2 separate regions of the Mus musculus genome follow, and region 2 is linked to region 1. Evidence: chromatin contacts called from public Hi-C data. All regions are on one chromosome and are shown on one strand. Each heading gives the region's core, a stretch centred on a gene start, on an enhancer-like site or on the middle of the called end of the contact. The rest is flanking DNA. Distances are from core to core; before and after follow the strand shown.

Region 1 (7,629 bases), core at 3,588-6,087:
AAACAAGGAGAGATGTTTGAAAACAAGAACTGCCCCCTCAGAAGGAAAAGCATTTGTCTCAGTTGTGACCCATAGAAGTCGAGCCCTTCCACAGAATCCCACCCTGCAGTTTCACAGCTAAGGCTGTTGTGGAAGAGAGGAACTCAGTGCTTACCAACCGCATTCCACCTTCTGAACAGTGCTCTGGCCTGACCTCTTCATACCTGACGGGGGAATTGATAATTCTGCACCCCTATGCCACAAATTCACTTGATTAAAACCATGAATCGCTCTCCCTAAAGTGCATGTCCATCACTATCAGTACCTTTCTTTCCATGGCCATGAAATGCCTCAGTCCTGCCTCCTGCCCAGCAGCTACCCCTTAGCTCAGGCTTTGCTCACTCTCAGCTTTCTCAATGTGCCCTGCTCTGCTGCTGCCTGGGGCAGCTCTGGCCTTCCCTTCTCTGCCTGTACAGCTCCCTGGCCTTACGGTCCCAGGCCTTCCATGTTCCCAAGGGGAAGCTCACCCTCTGCTTCTGGAAACCCTCAGCATCCTTCCGCCCCACAACACTCATCAAGGGTTGTTGCTTATATGCTCTCTCCCCAGCAGATTGGCAAATACTGGATGGAGACTTCTTTTCTCTCTGGAACTCCTCTAGCCAGCAAGGTGATCTGGCACAGGCAAGGCACTCGTTACATGAAGAAACTGCCAATTGTCCTTTGGCTCCATGTCAGCATAATTCTCCCAACTTCTCCAGAAAGTAGGGCCAGTTTTGATCACTTAAACGCACTTAGAAATGTGGGTTGGTGCTAACAGCTGTTATCAGTCCCATGTGACTGAAGACAACCCTAAGCCAGCTTTAAGTTTGGCTGCTCAGGACATGGAATGGGGTGCAATGAAGGAGGAATAGGGGGATGAGCTCCAACCGTTACATGAGCCCAGGATGGGTGTTCTGCAAGGAATTACATGCGTCTGGAAATGTGTTAGCACATGCAGACATTCCTGTCTCCCGTCCCACTGTACTGCAGAAACCTAAGTGCATATGAGTTACAGACATGTTTCTAGAGATTCCCCAGTGCCAGAGGACAGGACAGTAGCTACCCCAGGGAGGGGCGCTCTGGCTGTGGTGCTGGAGTATACTCCTACACAGATGCACTGACGGGTAAGAACATACAAATCTATTCCTGCAAGACTCATGTACTCAATTGCATTCTCATTGCTTTTCCTTTTGCAGCACTGGGCATCAAACCTAGGATCTTGCACATTGGCCAAGTCCTCTACCACTGAGCTGCACCTGAGCCAGAGGGGTTGTGGGGCTGGAGAAGTGGCTCCGTGTAACACACTGGCTCTTCTTCCAGAGGACCCACATTTTCCACGATCTCACACCGTGGTTCACAACATCTGTAACTCTACCTCTGGGGGATCCAATGTCCTCCTCTGGCCTGTGTGGACATCAAGCCCACACTGCAGGCAGTGACTCGGCTGAGCCTGGTGTTTCTGTTACAAGTTTGTAGACGCATACCCAGGATGACAGTGTGTAGAACAACACACATGGCACGTGCCTCACAGTGTTGCAATAGCACTGCAAAGCTTCTCTACTTAATATAGTGACCAAGGCTTACTTCAAAAAGTTACAAGGTAATAAAGAGAAAAGGGAAGTTACTAGATGACTGCAGTGCATCTTTCCCAACAACAGGGGACCAAAGAGCTTGCCAGTCCTGCAGAGACTAAATGGGTCTCTGGTCGACTTTAATTCATCAGCTCTCCCTATGTCTCCACTCCCCGAGGCTGGCCAGCATTCAAGCCTGAACTGTCTTGTACTGGCCGGCCAGCAGCTTCCTCAACTCACCATGCAGGAGCATCATGGCGCTGGCCGGCCAACTCATCTGTCTGTCCCATTCCAGCCTCTCCATTTTAACCCTGACAACTCCCCTCCCTCCTCCATCTAATCTTCTCAGCTGTCTGGATGCTACAATAGCAGGGTTCAAACTCTACTTCAGGAGGGAACACTGCATGGTGGAGAAAGGGCTCCAGACTACCCTCGACTGACTGCCACCTCCTCCTCCACACTCCTCAGTACTGACCATTTACACTGACAACTCCATGGCTGGGCGCCCAGGAGGAAATATTGTTAATATTTCCTCTGTGTAAATATTAACAATCTTCAGCTGCCTGCTATGTTCTAGCCACCTTTAAGAGTTTACAAAGATTACGTCATTGAAGCATCACGCAACCTCTTAGGAGAGCTCTCCCTTTCCTTCCCTTCCTCCCTTTCCTCTCCCTTCCCTTTCTCCCTTCCCTTTCTTCTTTCCTCTCTTCTTTCCTTTCCTTGGTTACTTTAGAGAAAGGGTCTCATGCAGCCCAGGCCGGCCTTAAATTGGCAGTGTAACAAAAGATGACCATGAACTCCTGACCCTGCAGCCTCCGCCTCCCAAGCCCTTGAATTATAACGTGTGCCATCTGGCTAAGAAGTTCTATTATAGATGATGGAAATAAGACAAAAATGAAGAAAGTTGATTGCATCTTTAACTAGCAGGTGGTAAAGGCAAGATCCAAACTCAGTTTGTTTGATTCTGCATGGGTTCGAACCCTATTCCTGGTATCAACTTGTCTTAGGGTTTTATCGCTGAAATGAAACATCATGACCAAAAAACAACTTGGGGAGGGAAGGGCTTATTTCAGCTTGCACTTTCAGGTAATGTCCCATCACTGAGAAATCAGGACAGGAAGTCAAACACTGCAGGAACCTGGAGGCAGAAGCTGATGCAGAGGCCACAGAAGGGTGTTGCTTACTGGCTTGCTCAGCCTGCTTTCTTATAGAGCCCAAGATACCAGCCCAGGGATGGCACCTCCCACAGTGGGCTGGGACCTACCCCAATGATAACTAGTTGAGAAAGTGCCCTACAGCTGGATCTCAAGGAGGCATTTCCTCAACTGAGACTTCTTCCTCTCTGATGACTCCAGCTTGTGTCAAGTTGATACGTAAAACCAGCCAGTACAACTCTGTGTATTTTGTTTTGTTGTTGTTTAGATTGACTTTTTTATATGTGCCATTATTTTGCCTGCATGTCCGTCTGTGTGCCATGAATGCACGTGGTCCTCAGAGATCAAAAGGAGATATCCTGGAACTGAAGTTACAGGCAGTTGTGAGCTGCTATGGGATGCTGGGACTCAAACCTGGGTCCTCTGGAAGGGCAGTCAGTGCTTTTTTTTTTTGCATGTGTTTGAGGCAGCTCTTACTCTAGAGCTTAGGCTGGTCCCAACCTTTCAGCAATCCTCCTCCTGGGTGTTAGAATCACAGACATGCAATCACACTTGTATAATTGTAAAGCATTTGAAAGAAGCATGAAGAGTTCCCGTGCCCCTCCCTTGGTTTTGAGAATCAGAGTGACAAAGGTCCATCGAAAGCCAATGGACAGCACCAACAGTCAGATGAAAACAGGCTTTGCTATAGAGTTAGCTCAGCTGCATGCTGCTCCTTCCAGAGAACCAAGTTCAGTTCCCACCGCCTACATCAGGGAACTCACAACTCCAGGAGATCCGATGCCTCTGGCCTGCTAGAACACCTGTACTCACATGCACATACCGGCTGCACACATGTGTACACACACACCTACATATAATTTAAAATATTTTTGGAATAAAGCATTAAAAACTAAAGAAGTCAGTTTGGGGCCATTGAGCAGGGTCTGGAGTAGTAGTTCTCAACCTGAACTATCCTTTCATGGGGGACACATATCAGACATTTTGCATCTCAGATATTTCCATTACAATTCATAACAGTTAAGAAGTAGTAACAAAATAATTTTATAATTGGCGGTCACTACCTGAGGAACTATATTAAAGGGCCGAAGCATTAGGAAGGTTGAAAACCACTGGTCTGGAGGTAAAGATGCTTGACACACAAGACTGGGGATTGAAGAAAAAAATGGGTTTCACAAAGTTGTCCTCTGACCTCCATATATGCATTGGGCCATGCACATCCATATACAGCATTATACACACACAATAATAATGTTTAAAAAGAAGAAATTAGTTTGTATGATCTTCCCACAGAAACATCTTGGGGTTTGCTTCCTCCATGCCCTTCCCTGAGTCTCATGACAAACTCAGAACTGCACATGTACTCCTCTGGAAAATCACAAGACATGTTTAAAGACTGTGAAACGCTGCTCATAATCTCATGTCTTTGTAAGTGTCTGACAATAGAATGAGACTCAGCTAAGGATTTGGACCACAGATGTTCTCTGTTATTGAACTACAGAATCGAGGGCCTACATCACCAGGGTGTAAGGGCACATAACCGCACTCCTGGCCCTCGGGAGGCCGAGGCAGAATGATTACAAGTTCAAGACCAGCCTGCACTACAACATACAGCCAGTTCATGGTCAGGATAAACTACATAGTGTGTGTGTGTGTGTGTGTGTGTGTGTGTGTGCGCGCGCGCGCGCGCACGATGCACATGTACCTGTCAGTCTGTCTGTCTTTCTCTCACACACAAACACAGATACAAAAGAGTAATAAAACCAGGCTGTTTTTGAGTTAGAGTACATAGTGAGACCCTGTCTCAGCGCTGTGCAACACACACACACACAATCCTCCTAGCTACACACTATACACACCTGCAATCCAGCTCTGGGGAGACTGACAGTAAGGTATGGGAGGGTCAGCAAAGGCTGACCAGTAAGAGCCTATCTGAGAGCAAACCCTGGGGCTTCCTTACACGCTCTAAAAGAGAAAACTGCTAACCAGAAAGCAAAGCCATAAATACTGAGCTGTTTACTTAAAAACCGTTTGAAAATCTGCACTGTGTCTGATAACGATGGCAAAATGAACAGCTGAAGAGCGACTAGCTGGGAAATGAGTCTCCAGCTGGGACTTCTATGGACAATTATGGAGAAAGCGACAGATTACAAGTGATAAATCCAGACACTCTGCCAATTTCCATATCTGAGCTGTTCTTATTGCTAGGTAAAGTAATAGTGCGTCCCACGACTGCTCGTCACACAGGGCCCAGGGGCTGCTTCACAGCCACTGAGGCAGTCTGTTCCAGGAGCCATGAGCACCACACAGCAGCCGCTAAAGACTGTGTGGGGAGGAGGGCTGCAACCCTAGGCACAGTTCTTGGCCTCTCTGAATGTCATCAGTAAGATGGACACCGACGATCTCATTGAAGAATTAAAGATTAAAACACAAGGGATATCATGGAAAACCACATTTCCCATCTCACCACTCCAGGCTTCAACTATTAGCCATAGTCATTTGACCCAGGCAGATAAGAGTCTCCGAAAATCATTTTCTGGACCAACTAATTATTATTTGAGAAGGCAAGATCCAGTTGTAAAGCATTAAGGAGGGTGGGTGAGCTCTGAAAAGGGAGAGCTGAAGGCAACAGCTGCACACAAGCACACAGCAGTGTGCGTACACACACGTATCACACATCTGCACACAGCCCTCCAGCTTCTCTGTTGTTCAGACTCTCAGCCTCACACTCAGCGTGACCACGGCTGTTCACTCTTCCAAGTCTTCAGCACCCACACCTCACAGAAGCGCCTGTCGTTTCTCACAGGTAAAGCCCATGATTCCATGAACCTGTCTTGAGGAAGGGAAAACTTTCCTGAGGGGCGCATGAGAGGCCTCTCCCTCTTCATGAGCTTCATCTCTCACATGCTCCGAGACGTTAGCTGGTGCATGCTTGCAGAGGTCTCTTCATCCAACTTTCCTATATTCCAGAGAAACAGCCAACGATTAGAAATGAGCTGACCTAATTCTATGAAATCGAAGGGCTCCAAGGGGATTCTGTGTTCCAGGCTTGGGAAAAAGACGGAACTCCCAGTTGCTCAGTAACTAAGCAAGTACGCTGAGCTGGTCAAGCTGGGTTCAGAACCAGGACCCACACTTCCCCTCAGCTTGCTTCCTGCAGTGTACTGCACACGTCCTCACCCAAAGAGCCATCATAGAGATAAAATGAATTACTGTTGATGAAATATATGGCACAGAGTACGTTTTGTAAAAGCAACTACTGTAGGAAATTAAAACCTTTATGAGTTCTCCAAGTGTTCCAACAGGTGCTGGCATCCAGAGTTTGGAAATTGCAGGACTCCTGGCTCCACCCTCTCCCATGTGGCCCTGGGCTGGAATTCTAACCTCCTCTTAGTCTTCTCTTTTCATCTGTAAAGTGCAAACAACTACTGAGCTCTAAAGGTGAGCAGAACACAGGGATACAGAGGAAGTATACAGAGTGCACAGGTGACCACATACACATGTTCACACCCACCTGTTGGCACAGCTACCTACAGTGTTCAGGAGCACTAACAACCATACACACTACAGGATAGGCCTGGCTTTGCAGGAAGGCTGATCAGAAAGAAGGCCACCCAGAGGGTGCGCTGCCACCAGCCCAGTGAGAATAGGAGTCAGCACACACAGCTTTCTTCAGGATGGACCCAGGGACACTGACAGTGATGGCTGGGGACAAAGCCAGGCCTGGGCTCCTCTCCAGGCCAAGCAGAGCGTTAAGGCTGCGAGTGTGTGAGTAGTAGTGCACAGCTGTGTCCCAGCATTCAGGGGAGGCAGGGGGAGCAGTTCAAAGTCCTTCTAAGCTGCAAAGCAAGTTCCAGGCCAGGCCATCTCTCAACAAAAGCAAAGATGCAAAGAGAAGCTGGGTTGGCTAAGAGCCTTCCACCTACTCAGGTAAGGGGCCCGAGCTGACCAGTTCTGTAAGCCTGTCCACTGTATGACTTTTTATAACTAGGTCTCAACTTTAATTTATAAAAGAAGTGACTTGAGAAACAGACCCTGTCTAAAGGAGACAGGAGAGGAAACTGCAGTGACTGTTTGCACAGGGAAAGGGGTCGATCAACGTCTGTCCATGCAGAAGAACGAGACTGTTAGGCATCCATCCTCAGAGTGTCCTCTCTAATGAGCTAAGCTGTCCTCTGGTCACCTGGCGCCTCAGCACTACCACTTTGCCCACCTTCTCACACATAAGAGGAACAACTTGCATTTTAAGTAATTTTGATTTGGGGCGAGAGTGGGACCAGGACTTGAACCCTCAGCCTCAGGCATGCTAGGCCAGCATCTGTCCCAGAGCTACACTCCCATCCCTCCTCACAGCTGAGTGGCAGCTATGTCTTAGCATAAAGGCGCCTGATGTCAAGCACAAGCCTGGTGACCAAAGTTCTATTTCTGGGTTATACATGGTGGCAGGAAAGCTGCTCTTACAAGCTGTTCTTTGAGTTGGGCACGGTGGCACACAACTTAAATCCTGCCGGGCGGTGGTGGTGCACACCTTTAATCCCAGCACTTGTGAGGCAGAGGCAGGTGGATTTCTGAGTTCGAGGCCAGCCTGGTCTACAAAGTGAGTTCCAGGACAGCCAGGGCTACACAGAGAAACCCTGTCTCGAAAAAACAAAACAAAACAAAACAAAACAACAACAACAACAAAAAAAACAACTTAAATCCTGCCACTCAGGAGGCATAGGCAGGTGGATCTCTGTGAGGTCAAGGACAGCTTTTTTTACATAGCAAGTTCTAGGACAGGCAGAGCTACACAGGTAGACCCTGTCTCAAAAGAACAACAACAACACAACAAATTTCCTCTGGCCTACACACACACACACAAACACACACATACGAATAAGTAAATA
Region 2 (7,629 bases), core at 2,810-5,309, 120 kb before region 1:
GACCTATGACATACTGTCCTCATCTGAGCTCTTAGTACTAAGCGGAACTATGACTTTTCTCCCAAGCTTTCCCTGCCTATGTCATGGTGACCACAGTGCTTTCACACACTGATGCCATGAGCCTTAGCCTCCACAGGCCAGGCTGCAGAGCAGACAGACACCCTACAATCCCCACACCAGCCTTTTGGAGGGTGTATGGCTGGATCACAGATCTAGAGCACCCCTGTGGCTGTCAGTACCCTGAGAAGTCTGGCTCTCGGGGAACAAGACTGACCAGCCCAGAAGGCAGGGCACAGGCTTCTCTGAGAACCCTCCTGCCTATGCCTCAGCTCCACCCACCCTCCTGCTTTGGGTCCTATATCAACTAGACAGAAAATGCCAGCCCAGCAGTTGGCTCACAGAGTGTTGTGCGGAGACAGGCGGCTGAGGCAGGAGGAGAAGCTGGGTGCTGCAGGGCGACCAGGCAGCAGCTCTGCTTAGGCTGGCCATGCTCCTAGGACCAGCAACAGACAGAGGTAACAGGGAGGGACAAAGCCCCAAGCCAGGGGCCATGGGAGCACAGAAGCCATGGCAGGAGATCCAAGACTCTAGGCCATGCGTCGAATAGAATGGCTAATGGGGCTGAAGGGGAACAGGTCTGGGAATTGGGTGGGACACCTTAGGGGCCTGGGGGTTTGGTCTGATGGAAAGTGATAAAGAGCAAGCTCCTGGCCTCGCTGTACTGAAAGCCATGAAGGACATCGGTAACCTACAGCCTTCTCCTATAGGAAGACCTACAACTGCAGAAGCAGACAGGAAGCCATGTACCAAGTGACAGTGGGGTCACGCATTCATGCTTATGTGCTCCTCACCAGCCCCACATGAACATTCCCCACATTAGGAATTATCTCACTACATGACTTTTTCACGTCTATCACAACCCTCTGACCTCAGGGCCACCATCATTCTGCCACCAACACGTCCACGAGGCTGTCAAGAGATTGCCTGCTTGAAGGCACAGGTGTACCAGCCCTCCATCAGTTACCTCCTTCTCAGCATGCATTTGCTCCTTAGTCCCCAGAATGCCCACTTCCTGTGGCCATGGTCTGTGGTGAAGAGGAATAGACCAAGAGGCAGGCATGAGCCATCAGGCGCTGCTGGCTGGCAGGACAGCCACACTCCCTTGCCTGCTTTCCTGGTGCTAGGGTTCGGCCGCCCATTAGGCCCCATTAGCACAGGGAGCTCATGCTAGCCCTCACAGCCCTGACCTGACCCGTTCTTTCTGCCTACAGGCAAGAGGGTGTAGAAGAAGTTTAAGCTACAAGGTTTGGTTGCCTGAATTCATCATTACATCACTGTGGGGATAGTCAGGATTAAGAGCACTGGAACACCCCCCCCTTCAAAAAAAAAAAAAAAAAAGCAGTGGACCCGGACAACAGAGACCTGTGAGGCCAATATAGACCTCAACAGAGCATAAGTGTTGTGTGTGGCCCCAAAGGTGATCCTGAGAGCAGCAGACAGAAGGTGCAGGGCCCAATGTAAATATGAGCATCATGGCAGCCAGAGCATTGGGTCCTCTGTCCCCGAAGACATCTGAAGGGCAGATGGTTCTGGAAAGCTCCCTTAGCCATACACAGAACTTCTACAATGCTGTGAAACTCCACAGGAGCTCCTTGTCTGTGAACATGTTTCCAGATGTTTCCAACATATCTGGATCTGGGCTTCCTGGAGCTACTGTGTATCTGATAGAAACATCTTCAGGGCCCTTTATTGGAGCTACTTTGTATCTAGTAGATATATCTCTAGGGACTCTAAGCACCAGGTGAAACCTTCACCCTCTACGGTGAACCAAACTGGATGATCCATGCCAGGTCCACGTGCTGAAGGAGTGTTTCAGGACCGGGAAGAAGCCCCTGCTAAAATTTATCCTTAGGCACTTTACATGCAGTTTCCCAGGATGCTGTGCTGGGTACTCAGGCCACTCCAGGCCCTGAAGCAACATCATACTAAGCTCAGGTGTGCTCTGCTCACCCCTGGTGGATACCTCTGTGGATGCTCCAGGACTAAAGAAGCCCTGAAGGACCACACTGCTGGTCATCAGGGTGAAAGGTGATGCCTTACATGGGCATCTGGTTCAGGGGCATGGTTGCCCGAAAAATCTAGCTGCAATCTGGTCTGGGTCTCAGGTTGGGTTAGGGAATCCTGAGGCTGTTCAAGGACTGGAGAGCTAACCCTTTCCAGATTTAGGAGAGCTGTGCTATGATGATTTGGGCTTAGCCCCTGAGGGACTGAAACACAGGAAAAATTCGGCAGATCTTGCCAGCCACATGGCAAAGGGTACTTAGAAGACCAAGATCCCAGAGCCAGCTGTCCTCCCCACTAACTGAACCCTCCTCCTTCCTAGTTCATGATCCTCCCCTAAAGAGCATGGTGAGTCAGAAGTAAGGTTCCAGGAACCATAAGCACCCATGTAGCTTAATTTTTAAAAAGGAAAAAAAAACAAGTTGCTATTTTAAAACTGTAGACTTTTACAATCTGAAAAAGAACAGCCCCCAACCTAGCCATGAGAGGGTAGCTTATTGCAGACTTGCCCAGGAACAGGATGGCTTACTTAAAGCACTCTCCATTGGACCTTTCCTGGAAGTCACAAACAGGATGCCCCCTCGCCCCAAGACACCAAACCCTACTCTAATGGAATAAACTCACTCATCCTACTGAATGGACGGTAGGCTGGGACTCTGTGCCAGCTCTACAAACAAGGCCCTTCACACGAGGTCAGGACAAGTGGGCACAAGTGAGAGAGAGCTCTGCTTCAAGGTTACAGTCTGAAACCCCCAGGACTAGGAGAGGAGGAGACAGGCCTCCCAGAAAATGGGGGAACGGAGCAGATGGGTCTGTCCGCCTTACCAAGATGCATAGCATATAAATGACAGTGTTCAGAGAGTGACCTTTTGCCTTGTGCCTCCCAAGTGCACAATTCCACCCTACCAATCACCATCAGTGTGACCCTGAGCAAACCACATAGCCTCTGCTTTCATGTGGGAAACAGGGAGAGACACCAGCACAGAGCTCAGATATTATCAACTGCTGAGATTGGTACCCAGCTCACAGGAAGGATGTGAGCTGTCACAGCTACTGCTGTGACATCGAATGGCCCGCTCCTGAGCATGACTTAGCTCAGGCACTGCCTTGAATGGCTCACTAGGACGCACTGGGCAAGGCTTCTTGGAGACGGATGACAATGGGGCCACTGGCTCCTGAGAGCAGGGTTTAAGCTGAGTCCCAGCTGCTCAGAGAGCAGGGGTGAGACGCCGGCTTTCCCTTTGACCTCTTGTACTCCCTGTGAGTGCAGGATGAACCTCAGAAAAGCAACCAAGCCACCACTCAGCCCTCCTCTGGTCAGCTCTGAGGCCAGGCACATGTGAGGCTCTCTGGTTTCCTCTGCTTGGAGGGGCAGGAGGAAACCTTTGCTACAGTGACAACAGCAACATTCTGGAAAGTAAGGGAACTCCTGGCATCCAACTGAGATGGGTCATGGGGTGCCTGGCTGCCCTGCCCACCAAAGCTGCTAGCCAGGGTACCTCAGCACATAGCACACCAGCATCCAGTCTAAGAAACAGGGCTGGGGCTGGGGTCTGAGTTAGGGATTCCAAGAGTGCTCCCACTGAGTGGCACTTGGGCCACAGGTAGTAGGGCCAGGACAGTCGGCAAAGTTAGCTTCAGTTACCCAGCTGACTTCCGGGTGCCCACGGCCCCTATGGTTCTCCTCTGTGGCTTATGTCCTCTTTCACACTCCAGCTGGGTGGGCCAGCTTCCAGCAAGCAGCACCAGCCTGGGCCAGCACATCTGACGTACTCACCAGGAAGCGGACATCATCAAAGCCGTTCAGCAGCAGCTTGCTCTCGTACTGCTGCAGGCCAATCGACTCCAGCCACTCCCCGACGCTCTGCTCCAGCGTCCGAGAACCTGACGAGAGAGGAATCGGCAGACGCTTGAAAAGGGAGAACCCGTTAAGGCGGTAGCAGCGGCACTCAGAGGAAGACAGGTGGCACTGCCACATCATAGTCATTACCATGAGGCAGTCAGACTATGTACAAGAGAGCAGAGAGCAGGCTCTCGGCTTTTCTTCTCTGTACAGGCAGGGACGGAGCTGCCTAGCGCTGGATGTGAGCCAACTCGGGTGGCTGCTGCCCACACACACCCCACGGTAGGAGCTGGCCGGGGCCGGGGCCGAGGCTGTACATGCACGATCACAGCCCAGGGTCAGGGGAGCCAACCCCCAGTGGTCTCTGGGTCAACTCCTCAACGTCCACACAGAGGCATGGCAGAAAGTCTGTCCCCACAGGCACTAGAAGGGAACACCAGAGCTCTAAGTGCCCGCCAGCCTGGCTGCTCCTCCCATCCATGCAACTTCTGGAGCTGCCGTGGGGCTGTGGCGAGGGGCTAGTTCTGCGACCTTGCAGCAGAGACCAGTCAGGAGACAACGCGAGTCTTCATGCAGCAGAGGGACACAGGCACACAGCGAGGGCTCTGGGAAGGAAGCGGCGGCGCTCATGGGGACCCAGCACATGCAACGCAAGCAGCACGCAGAACGGCGGGGGCAGAGAAGGGTCTTTTACTTGTTTTCCCCCAGCAGTCCCGGAATAAGCAAACCATGGCCCCGAGCTCCACGTGCTCCCAGCTCAGGACAGCCGGGTGGGCTGGAGTGTGGGAACCAGGCTCAGGGATGGCTCTGCTGGGTCAGTGGCCGGCCGACCAGGGCTCATCTACAGATAGCCTCTGGAGGCTGGCAAGTGGGGTGCCCCCTGGGCTGAGGCGCTGCTGCCTTCCTGGCCTGGGCTGGCATCCAGGAGCGTGGCGTTCATGCTCCCTGTCTTCCGTGGTGGTTCCTATGACCTGCCTGCCTGCTTAGGGGGCAGCGGTCGGGCTGTTCAGTTCTTGGTCAAAGAAGACAAAACCAGGCAGACAGAAGAAAGAGGCACTTGTCATCAGGAGGCGGCAGTGTCTATTCAGTGTGCTGCTCTCTGGCTGAGCGACACGCACACGCACACACACACACACAAACACACACAGCTTTCTTCCCAGGGTCTCTGGTCTCTACTGATGCACAGGAATGGAGAAGGTCTTCTCACTCAGCTCTTCAGTCAGGGCTGGACCGAGGCAGTGCACGAGGGCAGATGTCCGTCCCTCCCTCCCGGCAGCCCTCAGGTGTTCAGCTGTATGCCTTCACACCCACCTGACTTCTTTAGTTCTTGTAGCACGGACAGGTAAGAGGAGGGCAAGGAGGAGGAGACAAGAGAGGTGCAAGGTGGGAGAAATTAGAGCCAACTACAGACATCACCTCCAGGAACTCTTCTTTGATGGTGAAAGTCATCCAGCTGTCACTGGCGGTCTCTGCCCTTCAAGGCAGGGCAATGCCAACTTGCTTGTCTTGGGGACCCTGCTAACCAACTGTGGCAGCCTCTGTTCCTCTCCTGTCCTCCACAAAACAGACGGTGGATGGTGACCCGGCAGTCTCTGGATGCGGGCTGTAGCAGAAACGCCAAGCCTGGGGGCTCCTGGACTTGCCCTTGAATGGAAAGTCAGCTCCAGGAACCTAGGCAGCAGGCTCTCGAATGCTGGTGAGCCAGGAGCCCCGGCTGCTGATTCATTCCTGCTGTAATCCCAGGGCTGCACAGCTGCGGTCCAGTCTGCTGCCGCCGCTGATGTGCTCCCTCACAGAGCCGCGGCAGAAGGCTTTGTCTGAAGGCTCTGGGGCTCCACCGTCCTTGCTCACTCTCCTGTCTAGCCCTCCCCCTCGTCCCCTCCCACCCTTCCCCCTTCCACGCTCAGGAGAATACATCAGGGATCGGACATCGGACATTGGAGCAGAAGCTGCTGCCGCCTTGGGGGAGGCAGAACGAGCTGACAGGTTTCCCGGAGTGATGCTGGCGACACAGACACAGGCACTAAGGGCGGCAGCAGCAGCATCTCAAGCTCAGGGCTGGGCTGGGCGCCTCTGACAGGGAGGGCACAGGCGAACTGTGTCTGTAACTTGGCCTTGTAGTTTTGAGGAGAGCCAGGGGAAAAGACCAAGGGGCATCACAGCCCCCACTTGCCACTTTAGGAAGCGCTGTCCTATTCAGCACAAAATAGCAAGACAAGACTATTGTACCTGATGCTCCATACCCAGGGGAGAAGCATACATCTAGAGCAGGACACTGGGCAAGGGGGAGCCAAGGGGAGCCCTGACCTACTACAGTCCAGCCAGCTAGGGACAGCCAAGGTCAGAGGCACACAAGAACCACATGCCACCCATAAAAATGTTGTGGGAGGCATCTGCATTTCAACAGGTCACACACAGGGAAGGTGTCAAGAGTCTAGGCCCCAGAAGGGTGTACTCGGCAGGTGCTCAATAATGCCTGCGGAGTGAAGCAGAGGAAAGCCAGGCCACCTTCCCGACAGAGTAGGCCATTGACCGGTGTGATGGAGTCTGGGAGCTGGCAGAGGCTCGGGGCACTTGTGACACCTGTCTTTGGAGACTTGGGTAGCTAGCTCCATGTGGATACTCTGGGGCTCTTGGGATTCAGTGCTGCTGTCCTGCCCTGTGCAAAGCCAGTCATTCTGAGTAGTGGGTGCTGGAGGTGATGCCAGCGTCTAGGAGCCTCCCCCTTGATCCTCTCTGACAGGTGACCCCTTGTACACCGACAACAACTCCTCAACATGCACAGTGATTCTGCTTTGGCCTGAGCCAGCCTCTCCTTGCCCTGGGGCTCCCTATATAGCATGGCACACATCTTTGCCATCCTGGGGTCCCTATGCTGTGGTGTGGTAGGTGGCTCAGCAATGTGAGCATGCATACAAGACCAGGTGCAGGAGTCAGCACAGCCAGAATGTGGTACTCCATAGGTGGGAGAGGGTGAGGAGCTGAACACAGACACCAGGGACAAAGGAGGCCTGACTACATCCAGAGGCAGTGGTCTGCTGACTCTGGCCTCTTGACACCTGGTGGTGGCTTAGGCTCCTGATCCTTAAACAAGGTTCAATAAAGCAGAAGGCAGCCACAACTAAGCAAAGCTCTCCGTCTCAGCTTTGAAAGTGACATGAGTCTGTCTGTCCTAAATACCTACGTCCTACAAACATCCAACCCTTGGAAACACCCGTGCACACCGGCTCAGTGCAAACAGTGGTGTGGAGAGGAACCGATGGACTCCAGCTGGGTCAGCCATCTCTGTCGTCTCCAGCTGTCATCCAAGACTGACAAGGACGGGCCCGAGCTCAGCCCCTCAGCTAGGACCCAGAAACGGGACTGTAGGGAAGGAAGCACCAGGAAGCCAGGCTGAACAACACGGAAAGAGCCAAGCCAGGGACAGGTACCCTGTTTTCTGAGTTCCTTAGCATCACAGACAGAAATGGGCAGGGCTCCTGTGGGCCCAGGGTTCCTTTCACTCACGCGCTGATTCATGTCTGAGATGAGGCACAGAAGTGCCGGTGGGAACCTGGCTCTCAGGTGAGAGGAGATGACTTACCCTCAAGTCTACATCTAGAGCTGGGACTTGAACTCAGGGCAGTGTGCCTCCAAGAGCCCAGGCTCTGCCCAGCAAAGCCCACAGTCCTTCTTCCAATGCACACAGTGCCCTTAGCAGGGCCTCAGGGGAGGCGGCTCTGGGC

Evidence for each region. A called contact is a pair of places that touch in the nucleus more often than the background predicts.
Region 2: a Hi-C map of cortical neurons shows a contact between it and region 1, with 2.3 times the contacts expected there. The contact joins two enhancer-like sites. A contact is called at or near these places in 3 of 39 promoter capture datasets (HPC-7-derived erythroid cells, cranial neural crest and second pharyngeal arch cranial neural crest), 1 of 15 datasets of contacts at CTCF or cohesin (stem cell-derived epiblast-like cells), 22 of 484 Hi-C or Micro-C datasets (the C3H10T1/2 cell line, DN3 thymocytes, the G1E-ER4 cell line and 12 more), 14 of 115 datasets of contacts at active chromatin or transcription factors (the HPC-7 cell line, astrocytes, craniofacial prominence and 9 more) and 3 of 9 other capture datasets (adipose tissue, liver and pancreatic islet).

Annotation. Positions count from the first base shown.
Region 1 is chr17:27,919,744-27,927,372 of GRCm38.p6, reverse strand. The region is part of intron 1 of Anks1 (ankyrin repeat and SAM domain containing 1); the gene reads right to left. Among named protein-coding and RNA genes, the nearest start is that of Anks1, 14 kb to the right of the region's middle. Within about 2 kb of position 4,837, at least 15 of the 459 cell types and tissues checked have an H3K27ac peak or open chromatin away from gene starts, as enhancers often do. A contact at or near this core is called in cortical neurons, where this site is marked.
Region 2 is chr17:28,038,886-28,046,514 of GRCm38.p6, reverse strand. It overlaps Anks1 (ankyrin repeat and SAM domain containing 1), which reads right to left. Exons shown (of 25, transcript NM_181413.4): 14 at 3,839-3,945. Among named protein-coding and RNA genes, the nearest start is that of Gm35290, 35 kb to the right of the region's middle. Within about 2 kb of position 4,059, at least 69 of the 459 cell types and tissues checked have an H3K27ac peak or open chromatin away from gene starts, as enhancers often do. A contact at or near this core is called in cortical neurons, where this site is marked.